7 separate regions of the Mus musculus genome follow, and all the other regions are linked to region 3. The links are chromatin contacts, called in public HiChIP or PLAC-seq and promoter capture Hi-C maps. All regions are on one chromosome and are shown on one strand. The core of a region is the stretch at or near the end of the contact, and the rest is flanking DNA. Distances in the headings are between cores, read along the strand shown.

Region 1 (2,700 bases), core at 89-2,588, 1.2 Mb before region 3:
TCTTATTAGTTGTTCGATGGTGATCATGAGAAATAATGGAGAGGATTGGAAAGATAATGCTGAGTTTAAACTAGATGCTCTGTGAACATTGGTGGCCTGGGGTGGGAACTGTCTGGAAAAGGTGGGGTGCCGGCAATCACTCTGCCACTGTTCCCTGGTTGCAGGCTACACTTCATGCAGGTAGACTCGGTTCAGCGCTGGATGGAGGATCTGAAGCTCATGACCGAGTGTGAGTGCATGTGCGTCTTGCAGGCAAAGCCCATCAGCCTGGAGGAAGACACGCAAGGTGACCTTATCCTAGCAGGTGGTCCTGGTCCAGGAGATCCTCTACAGCTGCTCTTGAAACGGGGCTGGGTCATCAGCACCGAGCTTCGAAGGATCGGGCAGAAGCTGGCCCAGGACCGCTGGGCCCGTGTGCACAGCATGAGTGTGCGTCTGACGTGCCATGCACGCTCCATGGTCAGCGAGTACAGCACCATCAGCAGGACAGCCTCACAGGAAATGGGCCAGGTCAGCCATGCTGGGATAGTGCTAGTAGGTGCTGGGTGTGGGAATGCCTTCCTGAATTCTGGACTCTGAACCTTTCCTGGCCAGTAGCCTCCCTTGTCTTATAACAAAGTAGAGAAGGCTGGGGAGGACATTTAATGAATATATACATGTGCAAGGCATTGTAGTGGGCATTTCCTTTTTTTAAATAAATATCTCATTTAACCTGTACACCCACTGTAAGCAGCCTGATAGTGTAGTGGGTAAGTGTGTGTGTGTGTGTGTGTGTGTGTGTGTGTGTGTGTGTGTATAAAACAGAGTACAGACAGCCTGGCTTCAATTGTCCATCTACACTGTGACACTTTGGCAAGTTACTTGACTCCTCTATGTCTTAGTGCTTATGGGTAAGTGTAGCAGCATTTATTCAGGGATGATGACTGCAAAATAAATAACATGTAAAACATGCCAAGCAGCTGGCTGAACAGATTAGTATTACAGTATCATGGCTGAGGAGATAGACCCTTGAGGCTGAGCCGTTTGCCCCAAGCTAAGCAGAGGCTGATGAAAGGAAGGTTCGGATCCAGCTTTCCTGATTCCAGAGTGCATTAGAATCTTCCCAGCTCAAAAGTGAACCACTGAACATCTGCCCTCCTCATCGTGATTTTTCTCTCTTTCTTCTTCTCATCTCTCACCTTAAACTTTTCCTTCCTTTGTTGTGCAGGCAGTGAGTGTCTAATCATTAAACACAGCTTAAATAGCTCTTCTTCCTGAGGCTTCCCAGATCCCTCAGTATAACTAATTGCATGCCAGCTTTTCTCAGTCTCTCAAAGCAGTTGACCTTGACCTCCTTGGCTACCTACCCATGTGCTCTCATTTTTGTGGCTGTCTTCCCCTCCACCTTCATGCCCCAGAGTGCCCAGGTGTGCAGCAGCCGGTCCTCAGTGGAATCACGCTGATCATTTTTTACTACAGGCGGAGAAGCTGCTCATGGAGAAATGCTCTGAGCTCTCTGCGGTCACGGAGAGGTAAGTGCACCCTGTGCTCTCTGCTTGGCCAGCCAACCTTCTGGCTCTGGAATGGACTAGTCTCTTCTCTAGGTGTCAGTGGTTGCACTAGGTGGTGATAGGCTGGAGTTTCTTTATCCGGGCATTCTCAGGAACCTCAAAAGTTTATCTTGAAGTCAGTATTAGTGATGCATGTCTGTAATTGCAGCACTTAGAAGGCAGAGGCAGGAGGATCGTTACAAGTCCAGCATAGTTTGAATAAAGAGTTCCAGGCCAGCAAGGACTGTCTAATAAAACCAAAAAGTAAAATGAAATAATGAAAGATACCCACGAGGTTTTTGTCACATGATCAGAGGCTAGGGAAAGGTACAAGAGAGCCTTAGGTGTTTGAGGAAAGTTGTTTGAGGTAAGCCAATAATGGGGAAAGGTTTCCTTCAGGTTTGGACTACAATCTGAAGGCAAGAGCCAGGTAAGGTGAAAGCTGAACTCACACATCCACACATGCACAGAGACAGAGCTCTTCATAGACACCCTCTCTCTCTCACACAGCCACATAAACACACACTCATATCACCACAAAAATCCACCCACAGCCCCTCCCCACTTTCTCACAGCATAAACATCCATGAGCTCACACTCAGATGCACACATACACACCCAGTCTCATATTGACATATATCCTGAGTGTGAGCTGACGTGTTCCTTCACCCTTCATGCCTCAAACCTGGAATCTGTTATCTGTGGGAAGCCAGAGAGTCTTTTTCCTTTCTGGGTAGAGTATTCTCGGATCATGGGATGGACTTCAGCTAATCCTCTCTGCTTTTCTTGTCTGTGAAGAAAAACTTTGGAAGCAGCTTTATTTTTTTCATATTGTGGCAGCAATTCTTTGTTTTTCTTGTTAAAAATAAGCTTTAAACTGAAATAGAACCATATTACTTTTCTCCCTCAATGCCCTCTCATGCCCCCAGTGTCAACTAGTAGTTCTTTTTCTTTTGATCATTTTATTATTATATACATACATAGCTGTGTATATATGTATACATATGATACACACACACACACACACACACACACACACACACACACAACTTTCCGAATCTATTTTTTCTATTTTGATGGTGAGTGTATATAGTTTCAAGGCTGACCACTTTGGATTGACCAGCCAATAAGAAGCAAGGCTAACTCTTCTCTCATAGTCAGTCATTGTGTG
Region 2 (2,700 bases), core at 104-2,603, 1.6 Mb before region 3:
AATTCTGGTCTTTTCCCACATTTGTCAAATTCTTGTGTTAATTCTTCAGTGATTTCTATTATGTGTGTGAATTATGACTATATATGAAAATGGTCTGCTTTAGGTCATGGCTATGGGCTTAGATTAATTGGTGAAAAATAGGTCTGTTTGTGGGATTTACCACACAGTAAGGTTTCTCATCTCCCTGGAAAAATGTGGAATTAGCTTTTTAAGAAAAGCAGGCCTGTCATGAGGTTGAAGGGAGTTTCAGTGGAGGGAAACAGTTTACACTTTCTAAGGCAGTTATGACTGGTTGGATTCCAGGGCAATCCCTTTCATTCAGCAAAGTTCTTTTCTCCAACCTTTACGTCTGTCTTTGCTAATATCACTTCTACTTTTGTCTTTCCTAGTGTACCAGTTTCACAGGTCTTTCACAGAAAACATAATTGGCTTCTTTCAAGGCCAACCCCATTCAAGTTGATAGTGGTATTAGGACTGTGGGACTCCCTTCCCTCCTTTCCCCAAAGAACACACCCCACAAAACACACCGTTGCACAGAACAAGTCTCTCACTTGGAAAGAACCTTTGGGACAGCAGGTCTATGTGAAACAGTGCATGTCTGGCAAGGATGCTAATCACAGGACTGGATATTAGTTCTTAGCCTCACTGAAAAGGGTTCTTCAGCAAGACGTGCTCGCTATCAGAGTGCACTCTCCAGGGGTCCTCCTCCCTTGAGCCCCTGAAGGGATTCAAGGCCTGCTGCTGGGCCCCAAATCTCCCTTGCCCTGGAAGCCAGATGTGACTGACAGTGTTGAGTTTCTTCATTCTGGTCTGGCCTCAGTGTTGGCTGAGCCTCCAGCTTCATGTCTCCATTCACAGTCTGAGGGCACACCATGAGCTCTCACCTCACTAGGCACTGCCCTTGGGGTCCATGTCTCCCCAAGACCTCGCAGTGACCTGAGTGGGTCTTGTATGTGACTTACCTCAAAGGGGACTGTGCTTCGGGGCGTCTCAGGACTGTGATCAGTCCCTCCCATCTGCCAAAGAGCTCGCCGCTCTGTGGCAGTCCGGGGGGTAGGGGTTCCGACTTCAGCAGTGGAGCTCTCGGTGGCCCGCGCGCGCTCCCCGAGGGGTCCAAGTCTGGCAGCCTGACGCGACGGCTGTCTCACTGGAGCGACCAGCCGGGCCGTGGGCGCGCGCTCCCCCGCGGGGTCCCGGATGCGCATCCTGACGCGGGCCGCGGCCGCCCCAGTGGCGACCGGCCGAGCTACGGGAGCGCGCGGGGCCGCCGGCGGGGCGCGCGCCCGGCAGGGGCAGCCGCGGGGGAGGAGCGCCCGATCGCGCGCCCAACGGACCAGGCTGCGGCCGTGAGGTAACTGTTGCAGCGCGCGGGAGCTGGGAGGCGACGCCGCCGTCTCCCGTCCCGAGCCGCGCTTGAGGGAAAAGGGAAGAGGCGTCCGCGGCGGTCCCGGGACACCAAGAAGCCCTTCTCGCCGCTCTCAGTGGCCGGCATGAGGCGGACGCCGCCGCCCCTCAGCCCGCGCGCCGGGGATCCCGGCCGGTGGCGGCGGCGGGCGCAGCCGTGACCGCTCTGCGAAGCTCGGGGCGCCCAGAACGCGGAGGGCGGCGCGGGGTCGGCAAGCGCCAGCGGCCCCCCGGCGGCCCGGGGCCATGAGGAAAGACGAGCGCGAGCGGGACGCGCCAGCCATGAGGTCCCCGCCGCCGCCGCCAGCCTCGGCCGCCTCGCCCCCCGAGAGCCTGCGCAACGGCTACGTGAAGAGCTGCGTGAGCCCGCTGCGGCAGGACCCTCCGCGCAGCTTCTTCTTCCACCTCTGCCGCTTCTGCAACGTGGAGCCGCCGGCGGCCTCGCTCCGCGCCGGGGCACGCCTCTCGCTCGGCGTCCTGGCCGCCTTTGTCCTGGCCGCGCTGCTGGGCGCGAGGCCCGAGCGCTGGGCGGCCGCGGCAGCCGGGCTCCGGACGCTGCTGAGCGCCTGCTCGCTCAGCCTCAGCCCGCTCTTCAGCATCGCCTGTGCCTTCTTCTTCCTCACCTGTTTCCTGACGCGCGCGCAGCGCGGCCCGGGCCGCGGCGCCGGCTCCTGGTGGCTGCTGGCGCTGCCCGCCTGCTGCTACCTGGGCGACTTCGCGGCGTGGCAGTGGTGGTCGTGGCTGCGTGGGGAGCCGGCGGCGGCGGGCCGGCTCTGCCTGGTGCTGAGCTGCGTGGGGCTGCTGACGCTCGCGCCCCGCGTGAGGCTGCGGCACGGCGTCCTGGTGCTGCTCTTCGCCGGCCTGGTGTGGTGGGTGTCCTTCTCCGGCCTCGGGGCTCTGCCGCCCGCGCTCAGGCCTCTGCTGTCGTGCCTGGTCGGGGGCGCGGGATGCCTGCTAGCCCTGGGCTTGGACCACTTCTTTCACGTCCGGGGAGCCTCCCCTCCGCCGCGCTCGGCGAGTACCGCGGAGGAAAAAGTGCCTGTGATCAGACCCCGGAGGAGGTCCAGCTGCGTGTCGCTGGGAGAAAGCGCAGCCGGTTACTATGGCAGTGGCAAGATGTTCAGGAGACCGTCGTTGCCTTGTATTTCCCGAGAACAGGTAGGGTTCTTGGGCGGGCATGGTCTGGGAAGAGGAGCGCGGGGTGGAGGAGAAAGCGGAGCGCGGGTGGACCGCTTGCGTGTCCCCGGCGCAGGAGCGCAGCTGCGAAAGCGCGTGGGCTCGCTCAGAGGAAAGCAA
Region 3 (2,700 bases), core at 130-2,629:
CCTGATCCGCACGCCTGCGGGTTCCAAGAAGTCTATGAAGGGCACCCGACACCGCATCCCAATCCTGGAACACACAAGCTCACTTCTAGGGTCTGGAGCCAGCTCGACTTGAACCCAGCCTTTGAAATGCCAGGACTGAGAAGGGAAGAAGAGGCCAGCGGGTGGGGCTGACTTACCTGCCTGCTGCGGTTGCTGCCTGGGCGCCCGCTGTGTTTGTGTCCCTTTGCACCTCGACCAACCAAAGGCAACTCGGCTTTGTTAAGTTTGGCCTCGCACCTCCAGAGAAGAGGCACGAACTGGCAGAGACAAGGCGCGTTCCTGGAGAGAGGTTCCCCCTGAACTTGGGAAGGGCAATGCAATTAATCCTGCTTCAGAAGTTAATATTTAAAACACCCACGCAAAGAGAGAGAGAGAGAGAGAGAGAGAGAGAGAGAGAGAGAGAAGAAAGAAAGAAAGAAAGAAAGAAAGAAAGAAAGAAAGAAAGAAAGAAAGAAAGAAAATAGAACAGCCGTTAAAACCTCGAATTCTCCCTTTGAAAGGCTCTTTTACACTAACCGGGCGGATCATTCAGACCTACATGACTTCATCTTAAGGTGGCCAACTTCTCGCAGGAAGGGCTTCATGGCTACTGTGTAAACAGGACAAATATGTCACTCACTCCAAAACACCAAGGAGAACTTTTAACAAAACGAAGAGTATGTGAACGAGTGTAAAAGGCAAAAGGGAAGAAGTTGAAAAACTTTAATTACAGCGTGGAGAAAAGTTTTCGCCATTGGTCTCCTTAACCCTGGATGACAAACACCCAAGCGCTCTCGCAGCCCGCGGCACTTTTGTTTAAGTTTGGGAGAAGCAGATAGTATCAGCTCCCAAATAACAGTGCCCTTGGGACAGGCAGTGCCTCAAAGAGGTTGGAACTCGGGTTTCAGCAACAAAAGCAAACTGTGAATAATATTCTTCGTCCTTTAAGATAGCATTTCGCAGAAGGACAAGGCACTGCGCCTGTACTTTAAACGGATGGAGAATAACATTAAATTTCATCTGAATCTGAGAGTCATCCAGTTGAAAAAAGCATAGCCACGGTGACAAGAGCAACAGAGCACTGTCACAAAGGTAGGAAAAGTGGTAAAAATGCATGAACTTCTGTTTTCAAAGAACAATAAAGATAAATAAAAAGTAAGTTTTCTAGACATGCCTTTCCTAGCTTAGGAAAGTTAATTTCCCAATGTGCTTTTGCTGTCAAAGGTGCAAAGCCAAGGCGAGGGAGTGCGTGGCTGGAATCTGCATGCTGATAAGAGAAGGGTGATGTACTTACAGTGACAGAGGGCAGGCTGCGGGAGAAAAGCTGTTTGTGTTAGCCTGCGAGTTACCCAGGGCTGCAGTGAGAGCCGAAGGGAGGAGGCGTGGGAGTGCCCGTCTGCGTACACCTTCACCGCGTCTCATTACATCTGCCAGCCTCTCTCTCCCTCTCTCTTTCATTTCCACATTCCCTTTGTTCCTGAAAAAAAAAATCTACACGTCACATCAGAGTCCCCAGATGCAGTCTACACCAAAGAAAAAAATGAATAATTCAATCAAACTGTGCATAGTCTCTAAGGCAATAAATCTATCGCACTTAAAGAAACGAAGGGTAATTACTACCATAGAATTAGAATAAGGCCAAAGACCAGAGATGTCGCTGAGTCTCTGGATAAACTCCACAGTCAAATAAAGTTTCATTTATTTGATCCTTTTTACATCTTGAACGGGAAGTCAGACAAAAAATTAAACTTATTTTAGAGCTATTCGCATCTTTTGAAACACTGTCTAGAGAGTGGGGGAGGGTATTAGAGGGTCTACCTTGTTCAAAAGCTCCCAAAGACATCAGCTGAGCGCCCGGCACAGACACCAACCAAGACAATGCGTGCTGGTGGAGTCTGTCCAGAGCCCATTTCTCCCACTCCACCCTCCTCCACTCCCCTCTCAACAGCAGAGCGCCCTCCGCTAGCCCACAACTGTGACTCTACAGGAGGGCAGCTGTAATCTGAGAGCCTTACCTGCGGCAGTGCGAAGACCCCAAAGAAACTGTCTTTCGCTGCCACCAACACCCCGTGCCATTCCTACGCACCCCTCCAAAGTCCTGTAACCATCTAGTTCTTCCATCTGCCTACAAGAAACTGTATACCGGATTTCCCCCCCCACGACTGAATGGAAGCTCTATACGGAACTGACTTCTGGATATGCCTTGGGTTGAGTTAAAGCGATGTCTGGAAAGGAAAAGAAGGGGAGGAAAAAAGGAGGGGGCAGCTCAAGCCCTATCCAAGTTAGTCAGAAGGCGGTGTTAGGCGGGAAGCGCCTACGGGAGAAACAGCTGGGCTGCACACTGGCCGTGCAGATCGCAGTTCTAGGAACCGTGTCCTTCGTCCCTGAGGTAAGACTGTATGACTGCCGCATGCTTATTCTTTCACTGTCCGTGTCTCTCTTCTCCGCCCACAACTACCCCTACCCCTAGGGTCGGCCTGCGCGCACCCTAGAGGACTCCAGCGCAGCAAAGAGTTGTATATACCGGAGCCACTCATAAATCGTGGGTGTCACTGAACAGAGATCTGCAAACCTGCTGTTTGCCACAGCAATCAAACCCTCTGTCCTGCCAGTTGCTCACTGACCCAGGGTACTCAGGCCGCACAGTGGGCAGAAGCCCGGACCAGCCAGATCACAGGGGAC
Region 4 (2,700 bases), core at 53-2,552, 1.2 Mb before region 3:
CAAAGAGACTGGGGGCCAAGGATTTTGCAACAGCCACAGAAGAGTTCCAGGTGTGACTAAAGTAAGGGCCAGGTACTGCTGGCTCAAAGAATGGGACCAAGGATCAGGACTAGTGCTAACTGAACATATGGTTCAGATGAGGAGCTGGGTACCTGCAGAACAGAAAGGCACAGGTCTACGACTGTAAGAGGTTAGGAACTTTCCAAGCCCAGTGCTCAGCCAACTTTAGCCAGCTCTCAAGACAGTTCTAGAAATTTCCCTTTAGCCTTAGACAAGAGAAAGTCTCACTTCCCGAAGAACATTCTTTTGTTTCTACCCAATCACCCCCCCCCCTTTTGTGGGGAAATAAGGAGTTAGTTTACTTTGTCCTGGAGCCAAAGGGAGAGTTTAATGAAAATCGATAAAGAAATTAAGGATGATCAGGGGAGAGCAGAAGAGCTTAATTTCAAGTCCAAGGAAAAAGTCTCTGAGGTGTGGGTGGACGTGGGAAGGGAAACTGCGGCTTACATCACACGCCAGCTCACCTTTCACGCTCTGGGGTGCATGGAAAATAGAGACAGGGAGGTCTAGGCAAAGACCCTGGGCAGGAGGAAGTGGGCTCGGTGGTGGTAGCGGTGGGGAGGGCTCCATTGCCTGCTTACTAGAAGTCTCTCCCCACTGTGCTCTGCTCGGTGGTCATGAGTCAGAAATAGTACATTTAAAAGAAATTAAGCAGTTTCTCCCATCCTGTTGCCCTTTTGAATCTCACAGTTGTTATTCAAGTGAGGCAGGGAGTGGTGGCTACCTCCATTCCGATTTACAAAAGTTCAAGTAAGACTGACAAAGGTAGACAACAGGAAGCACAGGGCCAAAGTGGGAGCCCCGTGCTTGTCCTCTCTGTCCTCTCTCGTCCACTTAGATCCCTTCTCCCCTCCACGATTCAAAAGCAGCAGTAGTGGCCACAGTGTGCGGCCCTAGCACAAGGCAGCCAGCACAAGGCAGCCAGCGACTTACTTTGCTAGATCCAGTCCTGATAGTTACGTGAGGCTGTGTGGGGAGAGGGGCCTCTGGATGATTTGACCCACAGACCCTTCTTTTCTCAGGAGAAGCTCTTGATTAAGAGACGGGCTACTCTGAAAACAGACCCCCCAGATCCTGCCCTCTCCTCTCTGGGACTCAAGTCTTGCTTCCACCCTGTAACTGACAATGAATTCAGCTGCCCTGGGAACAGGCTGGGACTGAACCCAGCGTCTCAGAGCCACAGTCAGCTCTGACTGGAGCATGGCAGAGAAGGGGAAAACCTTGACCCAGTCTTCTCTGAAGAGTGTGACTCATTCCTTTCCCTTACAGTCTAACTTCAGTCTGTCTCCTGGGTAGGAGCAGAGAGGATTAAGGCTTGAAAGGGTGGAATCAAACCCCCACCCCACCCCCATTCCCATCCCGTGTACTTTCCCTCTGCTTTTACTAGGATATCACTGACATGGTGGGCCAGTACTGACCAGAGTGCCAGCTGGGAGCTGCAGCTTTCCTGCCAATCGGTTCCAACCTGAATTTGAAGCTTTGGAGCTGCAAGGCAGTCTGGATACCTAAGTGATTCACACTGGGGCTCTGTGGGACACCATGTGCTGTGCAACAGCGGCCCCTGGTGGACAAGAGCTCTACTGGCAGCCCTGCCAGGCCGCGAGGCAGCATTTTCCTGGAAGTGCTGTGGCTACTGGGCTACGGGCCCCACCATCAGCAGTTAGGACCAGAAAATATATCCTGAGACATACAAGGAGGGAGGGGGAATGGTTAAAATTCAAGACAACCAACGTTTCTTACAGGAATATGATCCTCTAGGTGAAAGATGCAGACAGATCTTGCAATCTACTGTACCCCTAGCCCCTAATCCTGAGGCTTCCCCAAAGGATCAGCTATGTATCTTTTACAGTTAATTAATTAATCATGTGTTATAGAGTGACCATGCACACGTGCCACGGTGCTCATGTGGAGGTCAAAGGACAGCTAGTCATCTTTCCTTCCATCCTGTGGGTAGAGGGGATTCAGCCCAGGCATCAGGCTTGGCCTCTGACTCTGCGCAATGTTTGTTGGGCAGAACACTCCTGTCTCCCAGGTCATGACTGAGCATGCTCCCTGCCACTCATCACCCTTTGGCGTGGGGGGTGGGGGGCTGGAGATGCTGTCACCCTTTGGCTTGCCAAGGAAATGGCTTGCATTTCTTTGCACAGACACAGACACACATACAGACACACACACAGACACACACACACAGACACACAGACACAGACTCAGACACACACACACACACACACACACACACACACACACACACACAAACACACACACACTCCTACCACCAGCCATGGGGCTGACGTGAGGTATAGCCTCTGCCAGCAGTTTCAGGGTCCTGTGTGAAGTGAAGGCAGCAGATGGAGGAGTGGGGCGGGTCCTTCAGCAAGGAAAGAATGGCTAACATATTTGAATATATTTCTGTGGGATATGAGCTAAGTCCCATTACACTCTAGGGCCTCATGCATTGTGCCAGATTCTCCTTTCTCTCTCCCTCTTCAGACTCGAATCATTGCATCTCCAAGCAGACAGAGGAACTGGTGGTCCAGGATGCATAGCCAGTGTGAGACAGATGAGATAAAGAGCAAGCAGTCAAGGCTGGGGATGCTTCCTGGGTAGAGGCTGCCACGCTGGCATTAGCACGGATGCCTG
Region 5 (2,700 bases), core at 79-2,578, 1.3 Mb before region 3:
AGCCACAGGTATAGCCTTTTCCACACATTACTGGAACCCCCAGCAAGCTGGGCACTTGGAGAGTCCTTGTGCTGCAACCAAGCAGCGGAGAGGGAAAGCCTGAAGCCTTGGGAATGATGTCAGTTCACTTTCTAGTAGCTGAGCACCGCGTATCTTCTCCTCACACCTGGAAGAATGGGCGACGTGGAAAACAGGAGATACTCAGTTCTTTTTCTTGGGTGGGCACTTGTGATGCCCATGGTTAGGCCAGAGTGGTGATGTGCCTATCCCAGTGCACATAATTCATGCCTGATTCTGAAAGCAGAAATGTGAGATTATTTTTGGCCAAAGCTCAACTGATTTGGGTTAGTGCGTGCACACAGTCTTCTGCTGAAGGCAAGTGAACCGAGTATTCCTCAGTGACACGGTGTGTTAATGCCAAAGGTCACCTGCCAGCTGTCGGATGCCTGAACCTATGGATGCTTAACCAGCAGCTGAGTGAGTGTGAAAGTTCCCTGCTGACCCCTGGGTTGCTCAGGTGGCCTGTGCAGGACCCTGGCTCAGCTCTCAAGCTCTGCAGAGTGGGGTGGTGGAGATGCAGGGGAGGGGAAGGGAACTGCCATCTGAGCGCCAGCCTCCTGCTAGGCAAACCCGCCAGGGATGCTTGGAAGTGCTTTAATCTACACTGCTACAGCAGTGTGAGGTCTGGGGATTTGAATGGGGGCGGGGGAGGGATGTAAAAACCATAGCGCAGGATTTGGAAGGTCTGGTACAGGAGGAGAAAGCCCAGTTCCCTGTGCAGTCTGTTAGCCTGCTGCTCCACAATACTCTCTAGTTTCTATCCTTATTAGGTGATGGGAAGCACGCACTGCTAGAGTGCCCATTTGGGACAGGTATGACAGAAGTACCCTAATGTATCCAAGGACCCGCTTCTTCCTGTGACAGTCATCATCGTGGATGTATCTACTGAAGTCCTTTTAGAACCTGGGAGTGCTACTCAGCCTGCGTGGGAGTCCAGCTACGAGGTTCAGGTCCCCATTGGAGTGGGCAGCAAAAGGTTGTAGGCTGGAGTTCAGGTATTAAAGAGGTCGTGATGTCAAACTCAGGTTTGCTCACATTCTGGACGAATTCACCCTCTCTGTATCCTTACCCCACCCCCACTCCCACTCCTACCCGGTTCCTCAGCAATGACCTCAAAGACAGGGAGTGGACTGCTGCCTCCCTCCTGCAGAAGTGTAAGTAGCTCCAGCTATGACGTTATGGAAGCTCGGTCAGAGCTCTGATTGGTGGAAGAGCTACTGCGGACCCCCCACACCCTCAAGATCGAGAATAAGAGACCACGGCTCTGGGGACAAGACGCCTACAGCCGTGTGTGTGTGCTCTTCTGCAGTGGACACTTCACTCTCGCTGTTCCAACACGGGCTAGCAGGTGAGAAACTTAACTTCTCAACGCCTACAGCTCTCTCTCCTTTAGTTTGTTTCCTTTTGGTTGCTCTTTTTAATGCAGTATTTCACACTGTAGTCTAAGTTGGCCTGGCACCCACTATATAGCTCAAGTTGGTTCGTCTCAAACGCTAAGGTTCTCCTTTCTCAGCATCCTAAGGATGCGGATTACAGGCGCAAGCCACCACACCCCACTCTACTTGGATCCCTTTGCTGTCCTGGTTCCTTATCATTCCACATACATTTCCGCCTTCCTGCAGCCATTGTCAGAAAGTACAGTCTTGACATTTTCTTTTAACTAAAGTAAGTGGGACCCCTACGACTACTCAGCAGCACTGGAAGCTGGGCGACCCTATCTAGGCGCGTCTGTGCCCCCTCCTTGAGGGAAGGTGGTCTTGCCGCATCCTAACCAGTTTTAGGTTAAAGAGTTCCTTGGATTCGGGATTGGGGAGCACTGATCTTTTCTCTCAGATGTTTCCAGCCTTTAGCCTCCTGGGGTTATCAGCAAGCAGGTGGGTCTCGCTTCGCTGTGGGGAGGAGGAGTCCTCATCTGCGGTTCTGAGGTAGTTTAAAAAAAAAAATCTCCCAACTCTGCAGATGGAGAGAGGGGGATTAGTTCCAAGTTAACTTTCTTCCCCAGGGCAACCTCTCAGAAAGGGTGATTATAATAATTTCAACCTGTTAGAAATCCTTAGCAGCGGGACAGCAAGGCGCAGGGATCTCTGGGTGGTTTTTGGTTTCTTCACAGATGAGAGCCAAAGGGGCGCGGCACGTGTGTTCTCCTGCAAGCTGGGGGCAAATGAGTGCCGGTAGCTCCTCCTTGTTCTTAAACCGAGCAGAAACTGCAAACCACATCTACTCTCCCCCACTCGTTTCTGCTCTATCAAGCCACTCACCACACTGCATCTACTGCACGTTTTGAGAGCTGCAGTGTGGTAGGAGAAATAGAACCTGGGTCTATAGTCCTGAGCAATTGGACCATTCTTCTCTTCTTACAGAGACATCATGGACTTTTGGAAGTTCTTTCCTTTTCTGGCTCTCAGCAGCATATGGGTCCTGTGCCTGGCCAGCAGCCTCCAGGCTGCCCCTTTCAGGTAAATTAACCTGAATCAGAAGTGCAGTCTGGCTCTCCTCCGGCTGCCCCTGGGGTGTGTCAACTCTGCGGCTCTGTAGCCCTACTTGGTTATTGGTAATTCAGCGCCCTCATGTGGGAACTGGCCTAATGACCAGACCGCTACGCCCCTAGGGAAGAAGCAAGGGCTAGGAAGCTTGGTTTCT
Region 6 (2,700 bases), core at 51-2,550, 1.3 Mb before region 3:
TGCTGTTTAAGATTCAAGCCTCACTTCTAACATGCTACAAACCTTATTAACCTTCCTGGTCATTTACCGAGCTTTCACACGCCTTTTGAGCAGGCAGACATGGTTATGATCCCATTATATGTATGGAAAAAGTAAAGCTCAGAGTAGTTGGGTGACTTGATTTAGATACAGCTGGAAAGTAGGTAGTGGAGGAAGGACAGAGGACAGGTTATTTGTGTATCCCTTCACCTACCAGCAGCACATGGAGAGATGATTCAGCAACCTGCCGACTTGAGGAAGGTGTGAAGTAATGTCAGCACCCAGTCAGTGTTGCCTAGAGGCCCAGCCCTGTTCCAGGGAGAGAGACAGACCCACAGATAGTGGACTGAAGTCCTTTTGCACAACAAAAGCCATGACATCTGTATGGAAGCAGGCTGAAAGTGAAACTTGGCTTTTCCTGGGAATGACTGGGCCACCTGCAGCCACAAGCTCCCAGAGAGCCACAGTGAATGATTTGCTGTCAAAGCTGTGGTATGCCCAAGGCCAGGCAGTAGCAGTGCCAGCCAGAGCCTGGAGCAAGGAATAGGGAGGTTTAGCATCAAGAGCTCAGGACATTGTACCACAGAGGTGGTACTGAGCCTCCTCTCCCTGCACATGTAATGTAAGCAAAGCTCCTGCCAGGGCCCCGGGTGGTGGTGAACTGTCTTTTCTTGGCAATCTACCAAGGTAGAGACTTTTCAGACCCTGGGGATTCATGGCAGAGTGGAAGGCATCGAATGGAATGAGCCAGTAGCTTCCTTTTGGTCTAAAAATGTAGCATTCCAGAGCTTTGGGGCCTGGACCAGACTTCTGTGGACTTAGCCATCTGACACAGAGCCCAGGGGTGAGGTTGAGGTGGCGGGGTTTCTCATCAACACCCCCTGTCATTTTTGGCAAGTCTGTGATTTGGAGGGTGACTTAAGTGGGTAACTGAGTTTCCAAAGGGAAGCACCTGCAGCGGACAAACCCAGTCTCATTCCTGGGGCTGTTCAGCGAGGCCGTCCCCTCCTCAGGGATATAAATTGGGCCCAAATCTCTCCTTGTTTTCTTTCAGCTCCAGAAAACCTATCGTGGCAGCATAGTCCCTTTCCCACTCCAGATGTTGGCATGTAGGACACATGTGGGCGCCCTCGCCTGGCCGGCTCTGGAGCCTCCGGGTGATGGCCCAGCCCAGGGGTGAGCTGGGTCTCTAATTAGACCCGACCACGTTCTCATTCCAGAGCTCCCACAGATGACAGCGCGCGGTCTCCACCGTGGCCAGGGGCTCCGAAATAGCCCTCGCGTCCCGGCGGAGCCTTGCAGGCCACTGTGCCTGGCGCGGGACAGGCGTTTGGCTCGGTGCGCGCCGCCGCCAGGGAAGAGCCTGGGTTTGGGGGTGGGGGAAGCAGCGGGGGGGCCGACGGCAGTGCAGTCCCCAGCGCCCCCGCGGCCACTTTGCTCCTAGCTTCTGGAGTTCCAGCTGCTGTGAGCTGCCACCCATCGCTGGACTCTGCACACACTGCTTTTTGTCTTGTAAAATCAGAGTAAGTAAGCAGAGGGGATGGCTAGCTCCTTTGGCTGGATCCAGGGGCTGGGGCTGGAGCTGCAAGCATGGTTGTGACTTCTAGGATAGCAGGTGTGATTGTGTCAGTGTAAGAGTTTGTGAGTAGGAGTGAGTGTCAGTGGGAGGGAGTATGGGATGTCATCGTGTGGAGTTTTCTACCATGTGCACACGTGTGTGTGTGTCCCCTGAAGCATGCCCACAGGTGTGGCACACAGGTGGGTCTAGTTATGACAGTGGAAATGAAGGGGCCTCCAGGGATAGAACCTGCCAGAACCCTGCAGGATGAAGGTTGAAACGGAGAGACAGGTAACAGGTAGACGGTAGTGATAGAGAGCAATAGATATCTGAACTTCCACTTTCTGGGGTGACCTGACTTGTCCCCAGCTGTTGTCCTCACCTGGGGTGTCTTGCTTGTAGGTCACGAAGCTTTGGTTTCTCAGGGCTTTGGGCCACACTGGAGCTCAAAGCTCTAGTCCAATATCAGAGTGAATGGGATTTTGACTGATACTACTTCACAGGTCCAGGGGTAGAACTCCACTTTCATAACCAGAGAGGCATGGGGACAGGGGACACTTGTTCATATACACACACACACAGTGCAGCCACACTCCACACAGATTGTACACCCATGACAAATGGCATGTATGAAATATGCACTCATGTGGTAAATGCATATGCAAACCCACACAGCCTGGAATTGACCCTGGCATCACCTCTAACCCCACCCCCTTTTGCTTCTTGTACCCTTCATTGGTCATCTCTGAAAAATGGTTTCAGAAACCTGGTCTCAGAAGGGGAATACTTTCCAATTGAGGGTTGGGGGGAGGGCAACGGCTGGAGGTGGTATACTGAGTGGGACTGGACCCACTGTTTCGGGGCTTCAGTCACCTCGCCCTAATTAACTGCTGAGGGACAGACTTTTCAACACCCCTCCCTCACCTTCATCAGTTATGTGGAGATCACTTGGGACACTAATAACAGTGCATGGAACACTGAATGCCTCCAAATGCCAGGGGCTGGTACTCACCTTTACGGTTATGATCTCATTATGACTTCTAAATCTCTTCTGCCCTAGGAATCCTCCTATCCATGGGTTCCTGTGATGTGTCCATGTTCATTGTGCTTCTTTGGTTGGGAAG
Region 7 (2,700 bases), core at 146-2,645, 1.6 Mb before region 3:
GCAGAAACCAGCTGCACACAGTTTAGCTGACACAGAGTATAGGGCTTAACTCCCTTATGTTTCAAAGGAGAACAAAAAATGGGCCTAGGAGGCTAAAGCAGAGATGTCCTCTATACCACTGCATGCCTCCTCTTCTCATACACGAAGCCAGGCTCGTATGTCAAGTTGCTGTGCTTTTTACATGCTTTGCTAAGCAGTGGGCACGTTGTTAGCACACAGCAGTAAACTGTTAAGTATAAGATGGTATTTCCTAATGGCTAACAATTCCTAAAGCACTAGAATTAAATCTAAAGTATGGCTAGTCATATGATTTTGTGATGTGTACTTCTTCATATGTGAAATGGAGAAGGCCCAGAATTACAGGAATATGGGTAATTATAGTAAATTAATATTGTATGTAGTCAGAGTCACCATAAACATCATCCTAGTAGTTGATTAGTAGGAATAATAGAAAAACAATAGTGTAATAGTAGGCTCTTCCCTGTCTCTGTCCCTCACAGACCCCTTCTCCTCCTGTTTTAGATTTCCTGAACGGGGTTCTTTTTTTCTTTCAAATTTTGTTCATGTATTAGAGTCTATTATAAACTACAACTGTAGTTTAACATTTTTATCTACCCTTTTATGTTTTTATGTTCAGTAAACACCAAGTTAAATGATGGTCTCCACTGGACACAGAATTAGAAAAATTGGAAGTACTGAAATTTGTTCAGTTTCAGTAGCACAGATGTGAAGAAGCTCAAGAACTAAGAACACAGCACGTTTCACAGTTCACACGGGAATGCACCACAGCACACAGTCTTTTAACTTTGACATGAGTGTTGCAGTTCTGTTTTTGAGGATGCATATATGTTTTTCTTTTGGGCCGCATAGAGAAAAATGAAGTAAAACCTCATTGACGTAATTGAACTTGATAACATCTCCTGGTTGTGCTGCTGATGATTCACTGTGGTTTTGGTGGTTTTGTAGAACTCTGTAAAGCATGTTAGACTTATAAACATATTCAAACAGAAACTTTTATCAGGATTCAACTTTTAGCCACAAAGAAAAGATGAATTTAAATAAAAGCAGCCTTGGGTACAACTTTATCAAACCAACTAAAAATTTTTAAAAGAATATACATTTCATATGTAACCTAGAAAAAGCAGTAGTGTTTTAAAATTAGCGTCAGTGTGTAAGCCATAGTTTGTGAAAAGACTCGGTCATTTCAGATAATGCAGTCGTTCAGAGTACTGTCGTTTTGAGGGACATAGTCATAAATATGTAAGCACATTCTCTATAGTCACTGGGATGCTTTTATTGTGATTCACAGTTCAGCTTTACTCTTCTCTTAATGTTGGTCTAGTGGTATGGGAGTTGAAGTTTAGTTGTCTCAGCCTTGCTAACATGAAAAGTATTCATGCAGAGTAGTGACTGTCTACCTGGAAGCAAGATTTCAGTAGACCTGCATACTATATAGGAGAAGTAAATACTTAGACCAAATACTTGAAAACATTAAATTATACTTGCCATGCATTGTGCACTCTGTATGTCTGATAGCCTCCCACCACTTTTAGGTAAATTTTTAAAAATAAATTTTTACTACTTTAATAAATTATAAACAACCTCTTTTTGTGTTTTTGTTTCAACAACCTCTTTTTGTAGTAACAAAGGTATTTCGTTATAAGAAGTAAATAAGTTACATGTTTTGGGTTCATTTATATTTAATCCCTTTCTGCTTCGTTTAAATGAGACCATAAAACCACAGTTAGACAGGGGAGGCAGGCATTGCTCATTACTGTTGGTTCTATACATTCATGGACATTGAAATTATAAACATTTTCACTAATGTCTACTTTCTGCTTGTGCTAGTTATTAATTTCATGAGACATATCATATTTAACTTTTGAGAAATAGAATTATTTCATATTTTGTTTAAATTATTTTAGTAGTTTGCTCCATTTTCTAAAGCATAATAAAAAGATAATCTATAGCCAAAATTGTGTTTACATTTGTGCTGTTTATATTGAATCTTGCTCATCATGTTTGAAATGCCAGTTGTTTTCTGCAAGTAAAAGCTTTGGGTAGCTGGGCATGATGACACAACCTGTAATAATCCTAGCTCTTGAGAGGTGGAGTGAGGAAGATCAGAAATTCAAGAATTTGAGGCCAACTTGGTCTGCTCTGCATGGCCATATCTCACACTCACCTAATGAAAAGCAGCATGCAGGTCAGTGTGCCACATTTATTTCTTATTGAAGATGTTTGCTTTTCAGATAACTGATACTGTCTAGGAACATTCCTGATTCTAACACACATTTTCAAGTCGATGCTAAAGTTTACAAAACAATGACTAAAGAGGAACAAGCCAGCTTTTACAACATGGATATTTTGTGATGAACATATAGAAAGTTAGCTGCTGATCTTCTGTGTGTGGATTATACTTTTCCAAGGGATGGCTTCTTCTTAGAATCACCAGAGAAGTAACATTTCTGCACAATTACTCCTTTGCTTGTGCACTTTTTCTATTTTGTGGTGTCTTGAGCTGTCACATGATCCATTCATTTTTTTCTCTTTCTTTCAGCATAATGTTGCTGCTCCTTGTGTCTAGTGTTTTAAATCTGTCAGCAATGGTTTGTCTTTTTCATGCTTTCGCAGAGAGGATTTCACAATCTGAGTGGTGCCGTGATAGGTTTTTTTTTTTTTTAAATTCAGAATAAAAAT

The links. Promoter capture Hi-C pulls out the DNA fragments that hold promoters and counts their contacts. HiChIP or PLAC-seq counts read pairs in DNA pulled down with a chosen protein or histone mark.
Region 1: a promoter capture Hi-C map of liver shows a contact between it and region 3, with 3 times the contacts expected there. The contact joins the enhancer-like site here to the promoter of Sox6 in region 3. A contact is called at or near these places in 10 of 39 promoter capture datasets (the 3T3-L1 cell line, 3T3-L1-derived adipocytes, embryonic stem cells and 4 more), 2 of 115 datasets of contacts at active chromatin or transcription factors (neural tube and stem cell-derived neural progenitor cells) and 1 of 9 other capture datasets (pancreatic islet).
Region 2: a contact with region 3 is called in a promoter capture Hi-C map of embryonic stem cells, with 5 times the contacts expected there. The contact joins the promoter of Pde3b here to the promoter of Sox6 in region 3. A contact is called at or near these places in 6 of 39 promoter capture datasets (embryonic stem cells, hippocampal neurons and liver), 2 of 484 Hi-C or Micro-C datasets (both in embryonic stem cells), 3 of 115 datasets of contacts at active chromatin or transcription factors (astrocytes, embryonic forebrain and embryonic stem cells) and 1 of 9 other capture datasets (embryonic stem cells).
Region 4: a contact with region 3 is called in a promoter capture Hi-C map of embryonic stem cells, with 5 times the contacts expected there. The contact joins the enhancer-like site here to the promoter of Sox6 in region 3. A contact is called at or near these places in 8 of 39 promoter capture datasets (cranial neural crest, embryonic stem cells, hippocampal neurons and 3 more), 3 of 484 Hi-C or Micro-C datasets (embryonic stem cells and myocytes), 3 of 115 datasets of contacts at active chromatin or transcription factors (astrocytes, embryonic hindbrain and embryonic stem cells) and 2 of 9 other capture datasets (embryonic stem cells and liver).
Region 5: an H3K4me3 HiChIP or PLAC-seq map of embryonic forebrain shows a contact between it and region 3, with 7 times the contacts expected there. The contact joins the promoter of Calcb here to the promoter of Sox6 in region 3. A contact is called at or near these places in 10 of 39 promoter capture datasets (the 3T3-L1 cell line, the C10 cell line, embryonic stem cells and 5 more), 2 of 484 Hi-C or Micro-C datasets (Th1 cells and embryonic fibroblasts), 4 of 115 datasets of contacts at active chromatin or transcription factors (astrocytes, embryonic forebrain, embryonic limb bud and 1 more) and 3 of 9 other capture datasets (adipose tissue, embryonic stem cells and liver).
Region 6: a contact with region 3 is called in a promoter capture Hi-C map of embryonic stem cells, with 4 times the contacts expected there. The contact joins the promoter of Insc here to the promoter of Sox6 in region 3. A contact is called at or near these places in 17 of 39 promoter capture datasets (the 3T3-L1 cell line, 3T3-L1-derived adipocytes, the C10 cell line and 8 more), 2 of 15 datasets of contacts at CTCF or cohesin (large pre-B cells and pro-B cells), 4 of 484 Hi-C or Micro-C datasets (the C2C12 cell line and embryonic stem cells), 8 of 115 datasets of contacts at active chromatin or transcription factors (SST interneurons, embryonic forebrain, embryonic stem cells and 4 more) and 1 of 9 other capture datasets (adipose tissue).
Region 7: a promoter capture Hi-C map of liver shows a contact between it and region 3, with 2.2 times the contacts expected there. The contact joins the enhancer-like site here to the promoter of Sox6 in region 3. A contact is called at or near these places in 4 of 39 promoter capture datasets (the 3T3-L1 cell line, liver and second pharyngeal arch cranial neural crest), 1 of 484 Hi-C or Micro-C datasets (cortical neurons), 1 of 115 datasets of contacts at active chromatin or transcription factors (astrocytes) and 1 of 9 other capture datasets (adipose tissue).

What each region holds. Positions count from the first base shown.
Region 1 is chr7:114,790,788-114,793,487 of GRCm38.p6, forward strand. Insc (INSC spindle orientation adaptor protein) reads left to right here. Exons shown (of 13, transcript NM_173767.4): 3 at 165-510; 4 at 1,459-1,511. Among named protein-coding and RNA genes, the nearest start is that of Gm24982, 40 kb to the right of the region's middle. Within about 2 kb of position 1,339, at least 3 of the 459 cell types and tissues checked have an H3K27ac peak or open chromatin away from gene starts, as enhancers often do. A contact at or near this core is called in liver, where this site is marked.
Region 2 is chr7:114,413,901-114,416,600 of GRCm38.p6, forward strand. Pde3b (phosphodiesterase 3B, cGMP-inhibited) reads left to right here and starts at 1,354. Exons shown (of 16, transcript NM_011055.2): 1 at 1,354-2,562. The coding sequence starts at 1,651. It overlaps 4933406I18Rik (RIKEN cDNA 4933406I18 gene), which reads right to left and starts at 1,261. Exons shown (of 4, transcript NR_029437.1): 1 at 963-1,261.
Region 3 is chr7:116,037,365-116,040,064 of GRCm38.p6, forward strand. It overlaps Sox6 (SRY (sex determining region Y)-box 6), which reads right to left and starts at 1,380. Exons shown (of 16, transcript NM_001025559.3): 1 at 1,313-1,380.
Region 4 is chr7:114,816,114-114,818,813 of GRCm38.p6, forward strand. All of the region lies in intron 7 of Insc (INSC spindle orientation adaptor protein), which reads left to right. Among named protein-coding and RNA genes, the nearest start is that of Gm24982, 15 kb to the right of the region's middle. Within about 2 kb of position 1,303, at least 46 of the 459 cell types and tissues checked have an H3K27ac peak or open chromatin away from gene starts, as enhancers often do. A contact at or near this core is called in embryonic stem cells, where this site is marked.
Region 5 is chr7:114,717,315-114,720,014 of GRCm38.p6, forward strand. It overlaps Calcb (calcitonin-related polypeptide, beta), which reads left to right and starts at 1,329. Exons shown (of 5, transcript NM_054084.2): 1 at 1,329-1,408; 2 at 2,421-2,516. The coding sequence starts at 2,428.
Region 6 is chr7:114,744,466-114,747,165 of GRCm38.p6, forward strand. Insc (INSC spindle orientation adaptor protein) reads left to right here and starts at 1,301. Exons shown (of 13, transcript NM_173767.4): 1 at 1,301-1,541.
Region 7 is chr7:114,479,101-114,481,800 of GRCm38.p6, forward strand. The region is part of intron 1 of Pde3b (phosphodiesterase 3B, cGMP-inhibited); the gene reads left to right. Among named protein-coding and RNA genes, the nearest start is that of Pde3b, 65 kb to the left of the region's middle. Within about 2 kb of position 1,396, at least 128 of the 459 cell types and tissues checked have an H3K27ac peak or open chromatin away from gene starts, as enhancers often do. A contact at or near this core is called in adipose tissue, where this site is marked.